3 separate regions of the Mus musculus genome follow, and all the other regions are linked to region 3. The links are chromatin contacts, called in public Hi-C and promoter capture Hi-C maps. All regions are on one chromosome and are shown on one strand. The core of a region is the stretch at or near the end of the contact, and the rest is flanking DNA. Distances in the headings are between cores, read along the strand shown.

The links. Promoter capture Hi-C pulls out the DNA fragments that hold promoters and counts their contacts. A called contact is a pair of places that touch in the nucleus more often than the background predicts.
Region 1: a promoter capture Hi-C map of pre-B cells shows a contact between it and region 3. The contact joins the promoter of Elovl1 here to the promoter of Rragc in region 3. A contact is called at or near these places in 1 of 39 promoter capture datasets (pre-B cells) and 3 of 484 Hi-C or Micro-C datasets (CD4 T cells, CD8 T cells and regulatory T cells).
Region 2: a contact with region 3 is called in a Hi-C map of regulatory T cells, with 5 times the contacts expected there. The contact joins the promoter of Dph2 here to the promoter of Rragc in region 3. A contact is called at or near these places in 1 of 39 promoter capture datasets (pre-B cells) and 2 of 484 Hi-C or Micro-C datasets (CD4 T cells and regulatory T cells).

The regions. Positions count from the first base shown.
Region 1 is chr4:118,425,747-118,430,558 of GRCm38.p6, forward strand. Elovl1 (elongation of very long chain fatty acids (FEN1/Elo2, SUR4/Elo3, yeast)-like 1) reads left to right here and starts at 2,347. Exons shown (of 8, transcript NM_019422.3): 1 at 2,347-2,469; 2 at 4,750-4,809. The coding sequence starts at 4,764.
Region 2 is chr4:117,889,215-117,893,760 of GRCm38.p6, forward strand. Dph2 (DPH2 homolog) reads right to left here and starts at 2,789. Exons shown (of 6, transcript NM_026344.3): 1 at 2,496-2,789; 2 at 2,101-2,213; 3 at 1,681-1,904; 4 at 804-1,487; 5 at 541-717; 6 at 1-462. The coding sequence starts at 2,642. The coding sequence ends at 338. It also overlaps a transcript of Ipo13 not described here.
Region 3 is chr4:123,916,172-123,920,372 of GRCm38.p6, forward strand. It overlaps Rragc (Ras-related GTP binding C), which reads left to right and starts at 1,262. Exons shown (of 7, transcript NM_017475.2): 1 at 1,262-1,596; 2 at 3,678-3,881. The coding sequence starts at 1,363. It also overlaps D130007C19Rik.

The DNA.
Region 1 (4,812 bases), core at 1,097-3,596, 5.5 Mb before region 3:
AAGTTAAGAATAGAGTCTTTGAGTTTGTTCACTCATATAGTCAGCCAACATTTATTGAAGCCTTGCCACAGTCATCTCTCAGTGTGGCCCAGATGAATATGCACACACTTGAAGCTTCCTGTTTGTTTGACTTTAGGACGGTGTCGTCATCTTGCCAGTGTGCTTTCACAAGGGAGATGTAGGCCCAAATCTCTCGGTAGGACTTTCAGAGCTGTTTATGGATTTGCTCGTTGTTTAGGAAAGGTTTGTTAAAGGACTACTCATTAAATCATATACAAACATGTCCTCTGTGTAATGGCCTGATTCTTACCCTGACTGTTAATATTGAGACAGAGACTGCTAAGCACTTTACACGGGCTATTGCCTTAACCTTCACAGTAAGCCTATAAGCTAGGGACCATTTGTTCTCATTTTTAGAAGGTTCCATACCTCCTAAAATATATGCACGATCACACACACATTAACTGGGACATTTAAGCTCAGAACTTCAGAGTCAGGTGTGGCCTTAGAGCTGTTTGAATACACATGAAAGCCATCAGGACCTTGGTAAGTATTGGTTAACTCAATAAACACTACTCTCAAGAGAAATATAAAGATGTACTGTTCTCTCCGGGTCTTAGTTTCTCCTTTCCTTCCATTGTCCTATGTATTTTTAACAGCAAGTCAGAAAACATGTACGGTTAACTGCATGACAGATAATAGGTCCAATTGGAGTTAAGAGATATGACTAAAATATGAACTTTTCCTGCTGAAAGGATCGTGGAGTTGGGAAAGGTGCAGAAAATACATTAGTCAGAAGCAGGAGTGGTTTACAGAGTGGAGATCTGACTGCATCTCACGATGATGAAGGCTTGAGAGTCAGAGGCAGCCCCATAGATGGATATGTTTGTATGTAAATTTGTGCACATTCATCTAACAAGTCTTAATCACACATGCAAAACACCATCCCGAACGCTCCACTGGGAGCTTTTGGATCCACCACAGATGTTCACTGGAGAGAAAGCTGCTGACATTTGATGGCTGGAGTTCAGGCTATGGCTTGAGAATGACATTTCAGGGACATGGGGGTCTAGTATACAATGATACAGAAGCTGGGTTTGGAAGTAAATTCTCTGCTGGTTGTTTTTTTTTTTTTTTTTTTTTTTTTTTTGGTCAAGAGTAGGTGCTAACAGGTAAACAGGTAATCTAAAGAATGCTGAAAACTATACTCTGGCCTTCATCTCTTATCAATGCCTAGGTAACCAAATCCACCAATTATGAACCTATTATCCTTCCTAGCCACTGCCTCTTCTAAATTCCTCAACTCTCTGCCTACTTACATCATCCAGTTGTCCAAGCTGTAATTGAGTCTTTATAGGAAAGACAGATTTCATGCCATGCAATAGTTGGACTATCTGGTGCTGGGGTGGGTGGGTGGTGGTACTGAATTGACATCTAACTCCTCCCCCACCCCTACCCCTGCAACGTTGTCTGGCTTTCCCAACCCCATCTGTTACCTCTTCAGACCAGCTGTTTTCCTCTCACCTGGTCTCTCTAGTACCTTGTACCTGGGTTATAAGTTATGTTAGTGTGGGGAGCAGAGCTTAATGTGGTTTCGCTCACTGTAGATGGCCAGTAAATGTCTGACAGATGAGATGAGCTGCCTCAAAATTCTTGTTTTCTTCTGCTTCTAGAATAAGTCAGGCAGCCTCATTTGGCCTCCAAGATCTACTACATTGAACCACAGCCAATTTCACTTGCTACCCCCACCCCCACCCCCTTTCACTACCTTGAAGGCCAGTTTAGACAGTGATTCACAGTTCTTGCCTGGGGCCACTTGTATTCTCCCATCTCCGTTCCAGGAAATCCTCTCTGTGCCTCCTAAAGCTAGGACTCATCCAAGTTTATAGGCTCTGAGAAGCATGGTGGTGGCCGACTGCTGCCTCCCGCTAAAGCCTCCCGCCACCCCAATCAGCCCTTAGTAGGCACAGCTGGCCCTCCTCTTCCAGGAAAAGCCTTGAGGGAACGGTTGAACCCTGGAAATTTCCCGTAATCATAAGCCGCGACTGTCACAAAGCAGACAGGAGATGAGTGGGTCCTCATGCTGGACTGGACAGAGGACCACGAATGGGGCCATGCAGGCTGAACCTCAAGAAGAAGCTGGGTGCGGGCCAAGCCATAGTCATCGGCGGGACAGGCTGAGAGATGCGAAGGAAGGGGTGGAGAGCTGGGGCTGGGTGTGCTTCCTGCCCCGGGATCTGGCGACCCGCCCCTGCTCCCGCCCTGGCGGCCAGGCAGGCGCTGGACGGCCCCTCCTGCCTCGGCCAGCCGCCCAATCAGCAGGCGCCCCCCGCCCGGCCCGCCCCCTCCCCCTCTGGTGACAGAAAGTCGGCCCAGCAGATGAGGAAGTGGCCGGCAGGCGGCCCTGGGGACTTCTCTCCGGCCCTGATCCCTTTGAACCCTTCACTGCTGCCCGCCTGGTTTCCACTGGTGAGTGTGTACCTTCCATGGCTCCCCACGTGCCAGCGCCCCCTGCCTGGCTGGCCAGGCTAGCCCTGCCCTGCCTGCCTTGCCCTGCCCTGCCCAGGCTGTGGGCGAGGCTGTTCCTGGGGCGAGTGGGTGGGAGGTCCCAGGCACTGGGGCTGGGCCTGCCCACAGGATCCCTCCCCGGCACCTTGGCCCCTGACCCCCATTTGCTCACACCTAGTTCTTTTTCAGCACCTCCTGGCCTTCCACCCTTTGCCCACTCCTCTCTTTTCCCTTCCTGCCCCATGCCGGTGCCCTTTTTCTTTTCCATCCATCTTAAGGGAACTGGCTCTGTTTCACTGCGGGAGGGGGGTGGTGCGCACCCGGGTTTCCCTCAAACTTAGGGAGAGATCCTCAGAAGTCTGGACTCCCTCTTGCCCTCTGGGTCACTGTGTATCTCCCGGTGTTAAGTGGTGGTGAAGGGCGAGTGAATTGGAGGAGGTGGTTGAGGGAGGAGATAAGGAACTGGCAAGCTCACGTGTGTCAGAGCACATGCCTAAGTGCTAGGCCCCACTCCAACATAAGCCACCAACCAAAGTCTAACTGTAGGAAGAAATGAGTGTCACTCACCAGAGAGCTGTGTGTGCAGAAGGGAGGTGTGGGTGAAGATGTACCCATGCCTGGTCAGCTGTATGTCCCGCGGTTAATGCAATCCCTGACAGGTGTGAAGTTTAGGAGCCTGGCATGTCCGAGTCCAGTAGGGAGGCCTGTTTGGGTGATGTGGTCAACAAGATATGCCTGGACTGTGTGTGGATGTATGCTGGCTAGCTCCTGGCGCGGTATGCATGTCTCTGGGGGTGGTTGAGAGCGGTGTGATGAAGGTACATATTACTGTGTGAGAGCGTGGATGTGGATGGTAGAACTCAAGCCCCAAGGCTGGAGATTGATGGAGAGCAGCTGGAGCACTCCGCTTGTTGGGCAATTGCCGGAGTCCTCTGGGACAAAGTCCTAGGCTCTCCTGGGTCTAGGCTAAATTTTTGTATCCCTATAAACTTTCCCTTGGCATTCCTTCCAACTTTGAGGAGGAGGGGACCTAGCCCATGAGGCTCCCTCCCAGAAGAGGGAAAGATTCCTGAGACCTCCCCCACTCTCCCACCTCCTCACATACCACTGGTGTCCTCACCCCTCCCTGGTAGGGAAGGGTGATGCCCATTCTAAAGTAGGACAAACTAAGAATTCATGGCTGGTTTGGGAGAGAATGCTGGGTGTGGATTTTTTAGCAGTTCTGGCTTTGGCCAGACGTCCTGGCCAGAAGTTTCTGGAGAACCTACAAACTTATCTGGCTGGTCAGAGGTGGTGAGGCTGGGGCTCACTTGGCTTTCTCAATTCTGGTGGGTCCTGCTCCTCTAGGCATTGACCTGTGGCCTGGACCCACCCTCCACCCCATGCCCAACGTAGCGGGGGCGGGAGGAGGGCGGGGCTGCTACAAGATCTAGTCAGACAGGTGGAGCCGCCAGGGCAGGAGTCTCAAAGAGCCAGGCTCCTGGAGTGGAAGAGAGAGAGAGGCAGAACTTGCCCCTGAGAAGAAGGGAGGAGAGAGGCTGGAGGTGAAGCACTGGAAGAAGGCAGGAGGCTGGAGGTGAGAGCCTGGGAGGCAAAGGGGAAGCCCGGGGGCACTGGTGTTCACCACAGAAGTGGAACCCTAGGTTTGTTCAGGTACTAGAAAGGACAGAAGCAGGTGGGAGTCCCTGCAGGGGACAGAGGCGAGAGGAGAGTCTTGGAAAAGGGCCAGAGGGACTTTACCTGGGAGAAGGGGGTATGAGAGGAGTGGCTGAAGGGGAGATTCTCTGGAGAGAAGAGTGTCTCTCAAAGCTGAGAGATGAGACTGCTTGCCAAAAAGGTTGAGGAAGTTCACTGGGAAGATGAACTGTGTTGTGAGGAGAAAGGCTCCAGGAGACCTGGAAGGCAGGTCTCAGAGGGAAGGAGGAAGGCAGGGAAGGGAAACACTCGAAGAGAGTGGAGGGGAAAGGTGGGACAGCTCCATCCAGGCAGGCCGGATGCTTCGGCAGCCGATGTTCCAGACTGTCTCTTCTCCCAGTACACGCCTGCTCACCATGGCCTCACCATGGCCAGGATTCGACCTGGGGCCTTGTGTATGCTAGGAAAATACTTTAGTTCAGAGACCTATCCTTTTGTCAGTGAGGCAGCAGCTGTCTGATTCTGTATCTTGTCCTGTGGACCACATGTGTGATGGGGGGCCATGCAGTGGTCCCTGCCTAATACCTCCTCTCCATCCCTCCTTAGAGTCCTTAGCCAGGATGGAGGCTGTTGTGAACTTGTACCACGAGCTGATGAAGCATGCGGGTA
Region 2 (4,546 bases), core at 1,539-4,038, 6.0 Mb before region 3:
TGTCAGCTGAACCTATACATCCTTCTCTATATAGAGTAGCCTCTGCATTAAAGAATTACTCTGCCCAAACTGTCAACAGTGCTGAGGGAGGTGGAAGAACTCTGGTCTGGATCATCCAACTTCTGCCCCTGACCAAGGGCAGAACTCCTGCACACCAGGAACTGGGATGAGCCCTGGGACCCCTCCCTGCACAGGCTATAAGCTGGACAGCTCCACAGAGAGAGCTACCTACACTCCCTGTGTCTAGGCATCAAGTGTCCCTGTGACAGGACGAGACGTTGGTCAGGGAGAACAGGTCCCGGCAGACTTATCACTCTGGCTCTGGCCTCCCAAGGTATCAGCTGCTCCCCTCATCCTCGTAGGCGATGGCGATACCTCGTCTTCCTCTGACGGCTTCTTTCACTGGTGTCTGGCCCAAGCGTGGCTCCAGCCCCTGCCAGTTCCGAGAACTAAGGAATGAAGCTGCAGAGGGAAAGAAGATAAGCTGTGTGGGCTGGACCTGGGCAAAACTCTAGCGGGGGCAGCTGCTTGCATGTTTACCTGCAGGGCTGCTCTCCGCCAGCTCCAGTTGGGGCCTCGGAATTAAGGCCGAACATCTAGTGTCATCTGATGACTTCCAAGGAGGTGGTGGTCGGAGCTCCCCAGAAATGAGTGACACATCTGGGGTATCCCACAACTCTGACTCAGGTGGAGGGAGTGGCACATGGAAGGGAGAACCTGACGTAGAAGGAGAAAAGAAAGCTATCCCGGTTTTTTCAACTCCAACCCCAACTTTCAAACCCAGATGCGGCCTTGCCACTCACCAGGCAACAGCTCTGCATAATGTGTGAGGTGGGGAGCCAGGCCTGGCGGGGGCCAGGCAGGGTTGCAGGCAGCCTCCAATTCACATGGCGTCAATACAGGCCGAAAGAAGCCACCCGAAGGCTGGGGGGCTAGTGCCCCCAGGGGACAGGCTAACAGCACAAAGACGTCCATCTCAGGGAAGTTGGCAAGCTTGGCGGGTGTGGGCTTCCCCACGGCTAACACATAGCTACGTTTTCCAGCAGCTTCCGTCAGTTTCCGCAAGTGTGCCAGTGCCTCACGGTGTCGAGCCACACCTAATGTGCCTGCCAGCAGCCCAACCACACGGGCATCTCTGGCCCTCTCTATGAGATACAGTCTTCGTGCTCTTAGTCTCCCAGCCTTGGCACCCTGGTCTTGTGTCTGTCCTGTATCTGGACAACAGGAAAAGAAGGGCCGCCCTGGTGTCCAACCCAAGAGCAGTCTGCTCAGGTCGGGATCAAGGCTGGAGTCCGAGCTTGCTTGAGAAGCCCCTACATAGAAGGCACCATATTCTTCCAGACGTCTCCCTGGATTCAGGGGGAAGCAGCGCCCAAAACGCTCCAGGGACTCAGGCTGTGAGCTCGGGGATCCCACTGGCAGGGGAAGAGCTGGGCGGGAGATGAGCAGATCTTGGTACTTTGGGAGCAGGAGCATGGCCAAAGGCTCTGAAAGAGGTGCATCAGAGTTGAAGTCTGGCAAAGTAAGAGATGTCTCATCCCCAGATGCCTCAATGTGACCCTAAAGGACAAGCCAGGCCAACTGAGGCCAAGAGCTCTAGGTAAGTGTGCTTAAATAGGAGGAATTAAGGCATGAAGCTGTGGACCCACCCTTCTTTCCCTCACAGGTATAATTTCTCACCTAGGGCATGGGCACAAGCTGGCTCACTCAGCAGTACCACCGGGGCTGTCGGATCTGGGTTCTGGGCTTCAAAGGCCTTTGCACAGAGCTCTAAAGCAACGGGTCGCTGACCAAGGACAAAGGTGATGGGCAGCTGCGAGGCTGGGGGGCTTAAGCAGGCAGGACCGAAGTGCACAAGGGCTTGAGCTCCAGCCTGCTCGGCGCCCAGCACATCCACACAGCAGCTGCAGGGGAGAGAGCATTGGTGAGAGGTGTTCCCTACCTGGAGAGAAGAGTTGTCATCAATGGGAAATGTGGCCAGTGGAGAAAATGGCACCAAGCTAGGAATTCACTGTGACTGAGGGAAGCTGGCATCAGGAGCTTCTCATCGTGCAAACACGGTCACTGGAGGCAGACACTGTGGGCTGGGAAACCCCATACCTGCCATAAGCTGTGTCCCCTAAAATGAACATCTTAGCTCCTGTGACTTCCTCCAGCCGGGCAGCCACCGCTCCCGCATCTCCTAGTAACTGGTCAGGGAACTGCAAAGTCACCTGTAAATACAAGCCACAAGTCAGCGACAACCTCACTCCTCCACCAACAGCCTCTGCAAAAAAACAAAAAACAAACAAAAAAACAAACAAACAAACAAAAAAACCCACTAAACATCCCAAGCCCCTACTTCTAAGGAGGCAGCCAGCCCCACAGAGTTGTGGGTAATCCGTGCGATACGGGCGGATCCCGACCCAAAGTCCCAATCTCCGCAACCCATACCCAGAGGAGAGCCCGCGCCCCGCGCCCCCTTTTCGCGCCCCCTTCTCTGAACCAGACCTCACCCGCTGACAACCTAAATCGCAGACAAATTTCGTAACTCGCTCCAGCTCATACACGCGGTCCAGGTCTTCAGGAGGAGTGAACTGTCCTGGAACGCCCGCCTCCCGTTGCAGGGCTGCCTCCGCAGGGCTGCTGAACGTAGACTCCATTGGGCGCAGCTTGGGTGGGGTGAGATGCAGCTGCACCCTCAAAAGTCCTCGAGGTCACAGCAGCTCTGTTTGTGGATCCGGACCAACCTGTCCTCGGGTCCTAGGATCCAAACCGTACGCTTCCAAATTCCCGGCTCTCCACTACACATGGACCTACGGAGATTACTTCCGGGTTCAAGGACTTCCCACAGAGAACCAATCACTAGCCTCTCACTCAGGACCAATCGGAAGTGCCGCAAAGCCTTGTGGGTGTTGTGGTTCCACTGGCTAAAGCTTCTTCCCGGATACCCTAAGGCCAGCCTGCCGGTGCCCTCTAATTTCTAAGTCACTAATTCAGTGTGAGCAGGCGCTATCTGCTGATCATATTTAAACGCGCGCGCGTGTGCACGTATATACATACAGTGAGAGCAAGGGTCCTTATACAGCTCAGTTCTTCAGGGTTGGCTGCAAGCTCCCTAATCCACCAAGCCATCTTCACAGCCCCCAGAATCTGAAACAGGGTCTTGCTGTGTGACCGAGCTGGATCTCCCAGTACTGCATAATTTCCAACTCAGTGCCCACAGCTTGGGTTTGAATATTTGTGAGCAGGTACTTACTGCCAGACATCGTAAAATGTCTCTATGTCCTTTACTTTGCCTGCTAGAGAATTGTCCCACAACCTGTTGTCCTCACGGTCTGTCAACCAAACACTGACCCTTGCTAAGTTCACCAGTTCATCATTAGAAGCAAGAATTATCCCATATAGATAAGAAAAACAAAACCATGTCTGCTGGTTCTAGAAACTGGGCTTTAGAGCCCGAATTTATTCTCTCGCCCCACCTCCTTGGGACTGAACCTGGGGCCTCGTGCATGGAAAGCAACGACTCTCTGGCTGAGCTACATCCCACATTCTCCCACACGACTTCTTATCATAAGGAGGGATGGGAGAGGAAGACTCTCTTCACGTGATGCCGTAGGGAAAAAGGACTGAAAACATGTGGCGCATCTCTGCATCCTCCAGGAGAGCTGAGAAATCAGGACTGTGGGAATGGGACTAACGGGGCTGGAGAAATGTTTCAGTGGCTAAGAGCACTTGCTGTGCTTGCAGTGGGTTCAGTTACCACCACCCACATGGTGGCTTATAACTATGTGCAACTCCAGTTCTAGGAGGTCCCTTTCCTTTTTTTTTGTTTTGTTTTTTTTTCGAGACAGGGTTTCTCTGTATAGCCCTGGCTATCCTGGAAGTCACTTTGTAGACCAGGCTGGCCTCAAACTCAGAAATCCGCCTGTCTCTGCCTCCCAAGTGCTGGGATTAAAGGCGTGCGCCACTACGCCCAGCTTTTTTTTTTTTTTTTTTTTTTTTTTTGTCCCTTTTCTAATACCTGCAGGCAACTACACTCAGGTGGTGCGCAGATATAAACTCAGCCATACACACATACACATTTTTTTTTAATTGGGACTGAGGAGCGGGATAAATAATGAAGTGGAAGACACTGATGCTACTAGCTGGCTGAGGAAGACACTGGATGGAAAAGAATGAAAGGCAGAATCAGTACAAAAGCTGGGGAAGATCAGAGGATGGGATGCAGTTACCCCATCCAGCAAGTGGATTCAGATGTCATGGATGGGAGTGGGGCGAACTCAGCCCGTTCTTCTGATCTTACTGATGGGTAACCAGAAGGGCAGGGCAGACAGAACTACAGCTGAGAAAATAAAGGAAGAAGTCCGGCTGCCGTGCGCTGTCCGTGGTCCTGACGGACTGATCTGATCTGCCTTAAAGGTGCTAAGAGGGAGAGCTAGGGGTACACAGGCAACGTTAGGTAACCCTTATTCCTCCTTTAAGGGATGAAAGGCCTTCCAGTTCCTCTCACTCCACCTTACTTTCTACAGCCCTCCTGACCACGTGCAAGTGGTGTTCTAAAACA
Region 3 (4,201 bases), core at 12-2,511:
TCTTCCAGTCGGTTAATCGGATTAAGGGTGTCCTGAAAGCATTCTCCCATTGATACTGAGAGACACACGCATATTTAAGTGCATTCTGCCTGTCTATTAGGTACTGTGGAGTTGATATTTTTTAGGTGAGGTTGTGACGGCCTACTAGAGCTTACTTTTCTCTCTACAGTCAGATCAGTCTGTCTGAGTAGGAGATGAGACTATGTGGTAGAATTTTCCCTAGCATGCGCAAAAGACCCCGAATTTCATCCTTAGCCCTGCAAACAACAGTCACTTTGTAAAACCAGAAGCCCTATCCCTACCCCAACTCCTTTTGAGTGTACACGGCTGTATTTTAAGGGTTGTCAAATTTCCACTTCTGGGAGTCCGAGACATTTACAACTTTCTGAAACATACTTTGGCAGTAATCATTTGCCTTCATTAGCCCTAATTCCTCTAGTCTCTAATCACAAAGAAGTCAAGTACTCAGTTGCTGGATGGGTTACTGGAGGGGCACTAGGTGGGCGTGAAGATGGAGTCGGTAGAATATAAGGGCAGCAGTATCCTATCAGCGATCTGCTTACGGAATTAGAAGATGTTTTAGCATGCTCGTATCTGTTTTCCTTATCGGGTTCCAGGTACCAGCATAGGCAAGTTATCACTGAGATTCCTAATTGCCTTTCGCACGTGCCGAATCTATAGGTCTGGACTGGCTCACACACGACCTCCGGTGGACTCACCCAATTCCAGAGCAATTCATCTATCCTCATGGCCTTTTCCCATAAAATCTGTACTGAGTCAACTTACACAGAAGTCCAATCTCTGTTCAGCTTCAAGCAACTTGAGGGCATGGAGGGGCAATTCAGTTTCCAGTGCCTTCCTGGTACCCAGGACCTGACAAGCATCACTAAATACTGGCAGGGCAGCTGCAACAAGGGAGGGGGGCACAAAGAATTCTTACCCAGACGCCTAGAAGCTTCCCTGCGTTGCTCTCGGAGCCCGGAAGAAGGCGGGGAGCGGGGAGCAGCCCAGCGCGCGCATGGAAGGCCGAGGTGCGTTGCGGGCTGTGCCCCCAGGGCGAAGGCCCGGAGGCCGACGAGAGGCGCGGCCAGGCCGAACTCCTCGTGACGCCTCCCCCCCTTCTGCCGCTGCTAGTCAGGTGATTCCGGGCACGTGATAGTACCACTTACCCTGTTGTCCCAGAGTGGCAGCCCGCCCAGCCAATAATAAACCGAAGCTTGGCGGCGGCCCAATCGGAGCTGGGCTTATGGGCGGGCCCTGCGGCGGCTACTGCCGGGGGCGGCGGCAACAGCGGCGGCCTGGGGAGGCGGCGGCCTAACCTGGCCTGGCCTGTCAGGGCGCGGGCGGTGGTGGTCCAGCACCATGTCCCTGCAGTACGGGGCGGAGGAGACGCCCCTGGCCGGCAGTTACGGCGCAGCCGACTCGTTCCCCAAGGACTTCGGCTACGGCGTGGAGGAGGAGGAAGAGGAGGCAGCGGCGGGTGGCGGCGGAGGCGCGGGGGCCGGCGGCGGCTGCGGCCCGGGCGGCGCTGACAGCTCCAAGCCGAGGATCCTGCTTATGGGGCTCCGGCGCAGCGGCAAATCCTCCATCCAGAAGGTGAGCGCCCCGCAGCCGCCGCCTGCCCTTGGTTTTGCCCGGCCCACGGCGCTCAGGTGGCGGGTGCCCAGGAGGCCTGAGAGGGTGGAGGCCTGGCGCTGCGTCCCCGGGCACTGTCCACACCTGCGAGCGCAGAGCCTGGGCGCGGTTCGCCCAGGGTCCCCGACCTGGGCCTCCGAGGGTCGAGGGGGGCCAGGAGGCGACGCTGGCTGGAGGGAGGAGGCAGGTGCCGGTCACCGCCCTAGAACTCCTCCCTTCTGGTCGCTGCCCTTGTGGCGTTGACGAAACCGACCCGTCGTCCCCGGTTCTCACGCGGAGAACTTGGTGAGCGTGCTGTCCCGCCGCATCTCACTTAGGTGACAGGAGTTTTCAGGGATCTCCTCCCAGCCTCTGGACCGTAGCGGCGCCTGAAAGTGTTGTGGCGAAGACACTGGGCATCTCAGTGTTTGTTGTCAGTCTGTTGGAGACTTCTGTAAAAACATTTTTTGGGGGGGGGGGCGGGGGGGGGGACTCTATCGCTACACCTACTTTATTTAGAACTTGTAGCCCTGTGGTTGCAGTTACAGGTGACAGTCCCCAGTAGCTGGTCACAGCGATCTTTGGAGACGGTTTTGCAGGCGGACAGACATCAGTGCATTTGTTTTCACTTGGGTCCGTCGTGAACGAATAGAATGAATGCCTAAGGCTTTGTATTTTTAGGGAAATAGAGGCAGGGTTGATTTCTTTCAATCAGCCATTCCCATTACAAACAGAGCGAACTTCTGGTAAAACTACGGTCACAGACAACCATGCTTTCCCCATTTCCACTCTGACACAAAGGTCTGTCCAAACAGAAATCTCTGGTATTTTGTAGGGGTGGTGTTTTTAAAAAGCAACATCGCTGCCTACCCCCACATCTTCCGCCCCTGCACTTGCTGGACAACTGTTTTATTTTCTCACGTCTGTGTCAAAGTTAGACCTTTGGGGGGAGTGCTTATGCTAAGTAACTACCACTTGAAACCTATGAGAACTTTTTCTCTCTTCCAAGTTAACACTGAGAGACAAATTTGCTGTATGTTAGGGTTGTATCAGGCAAGCCTTAAAGCTACATCTCCAGCCCTGCTGTGGTTTTTTTGTTTTCTTCCTGTATAGCAGGCTGGCCAAGAACTGACTATGTAGCCAAGGGTGACTTTAAGCTCATCCTGAGCTTTCAGGTACGAGCTATCAGGTTGGCTTGGCTTGGTGCAGGTGCTGGAAGCCAGGGTATTATGCATGATAGGCAGGCTCTGGGACCACACTGAGCTACACCTTTGGCTCCCTGCTGTGATGATTGGCAGCTTATTGTTTTTACCATTTCCTGCCTTATGGAGCTGCCTCTTCCCTCCTCCCCCAGGTCTCCCTACTTCTCACTCTGGACAGTTTTACCTACTCAGGATCCCCTCCATTGTCTTTATTGTTCCTAAGAGCCTGAGGTAGGCGTGTGTGTTATTTTTGAATGAACACAAAGTCTCAAACATTACCTAGAATAGTTCATGATCTTAAAGCGGGTCTTGACAAGTTTAAATCTCTGATCACAGTTGTAATATTGGTACCACAGGATTTCTATGTAACTTTGGCAGTTAAATAGTCACAACGTTGTCTCTGTTTCTCTTAATAAAACCCAATAGGACCTGGCAAGGTGGTACTGTAATTTCAGTACTGGAGGAGGCAGAGGCAAGAGAATTGGATTTTGAGGTTAATCTGGGCTATATAGCTGAGGCTCTTTCTCAAAACAGCCCTCCTCTGCTCCCCTCCAAAAAGTTACAAACCCTGAGAATAGAAAAAGCAAATACACGGAAACCGTATGGGTCAGAGATGGTGGCACGAGAACACAGTTAAAGTAGTAAGAGAAAAACTCATCTTCAAAGTGGACTGAGTGGAAATTAACTTGGTGCCTTTTGTCAGAAATAGAAGAATAAATAGCACCAGTGATTGACTGTCCTATTATTACCTTATTTATTTATTTTGCATCAAGGTCACAGTTGTAAGGTTGGTGCCATGGGATTTCTAATATGACTTGTATAGTTAAATAGTTACAAAGTTGTCTCTGTTTCTCCTCACAGGTGGTGTTTCATAAGATGTCACCCAATGAGACTCTCTTTTTGGAAAGTACCAACAAGATTTATAAAGATGACATTTCCAACAGCTCCTTTGTGAACTTCCAGATTTGGGATTTTCCTGGGCAGATGGACTTCTTTGATCCAACCTTTGACTACGAAATGATCTTCAGGGGCACAGGAGCATTGATATATGTCATTGATGCACAGGTAGTTAGGCATGATGGTGTGTGCACCTCTCTGGTGGCAAAAAGGCAGAGAAAAGGAGGAAAGCTGTTTGTCTCCTTTGTCATGTGCTTGAAGCTACTCTCTTTCCAGTAGATCCCCTTATACTGCCTGCACCTGACTCCAGACTCTCAGGTGTTTAGGAGCTGCCATTTACATAATGAACCGTTACCATTGGCTTTCTACTTTTATTGGTTAATAGTAGATACTGCTGTACTTCATTAACTATTACAGTGGTCACCTCACCCACTGAAGTATCCATCGATGGCCACACCGTCAGGGAGAACATGAGAAATGAGTCCATT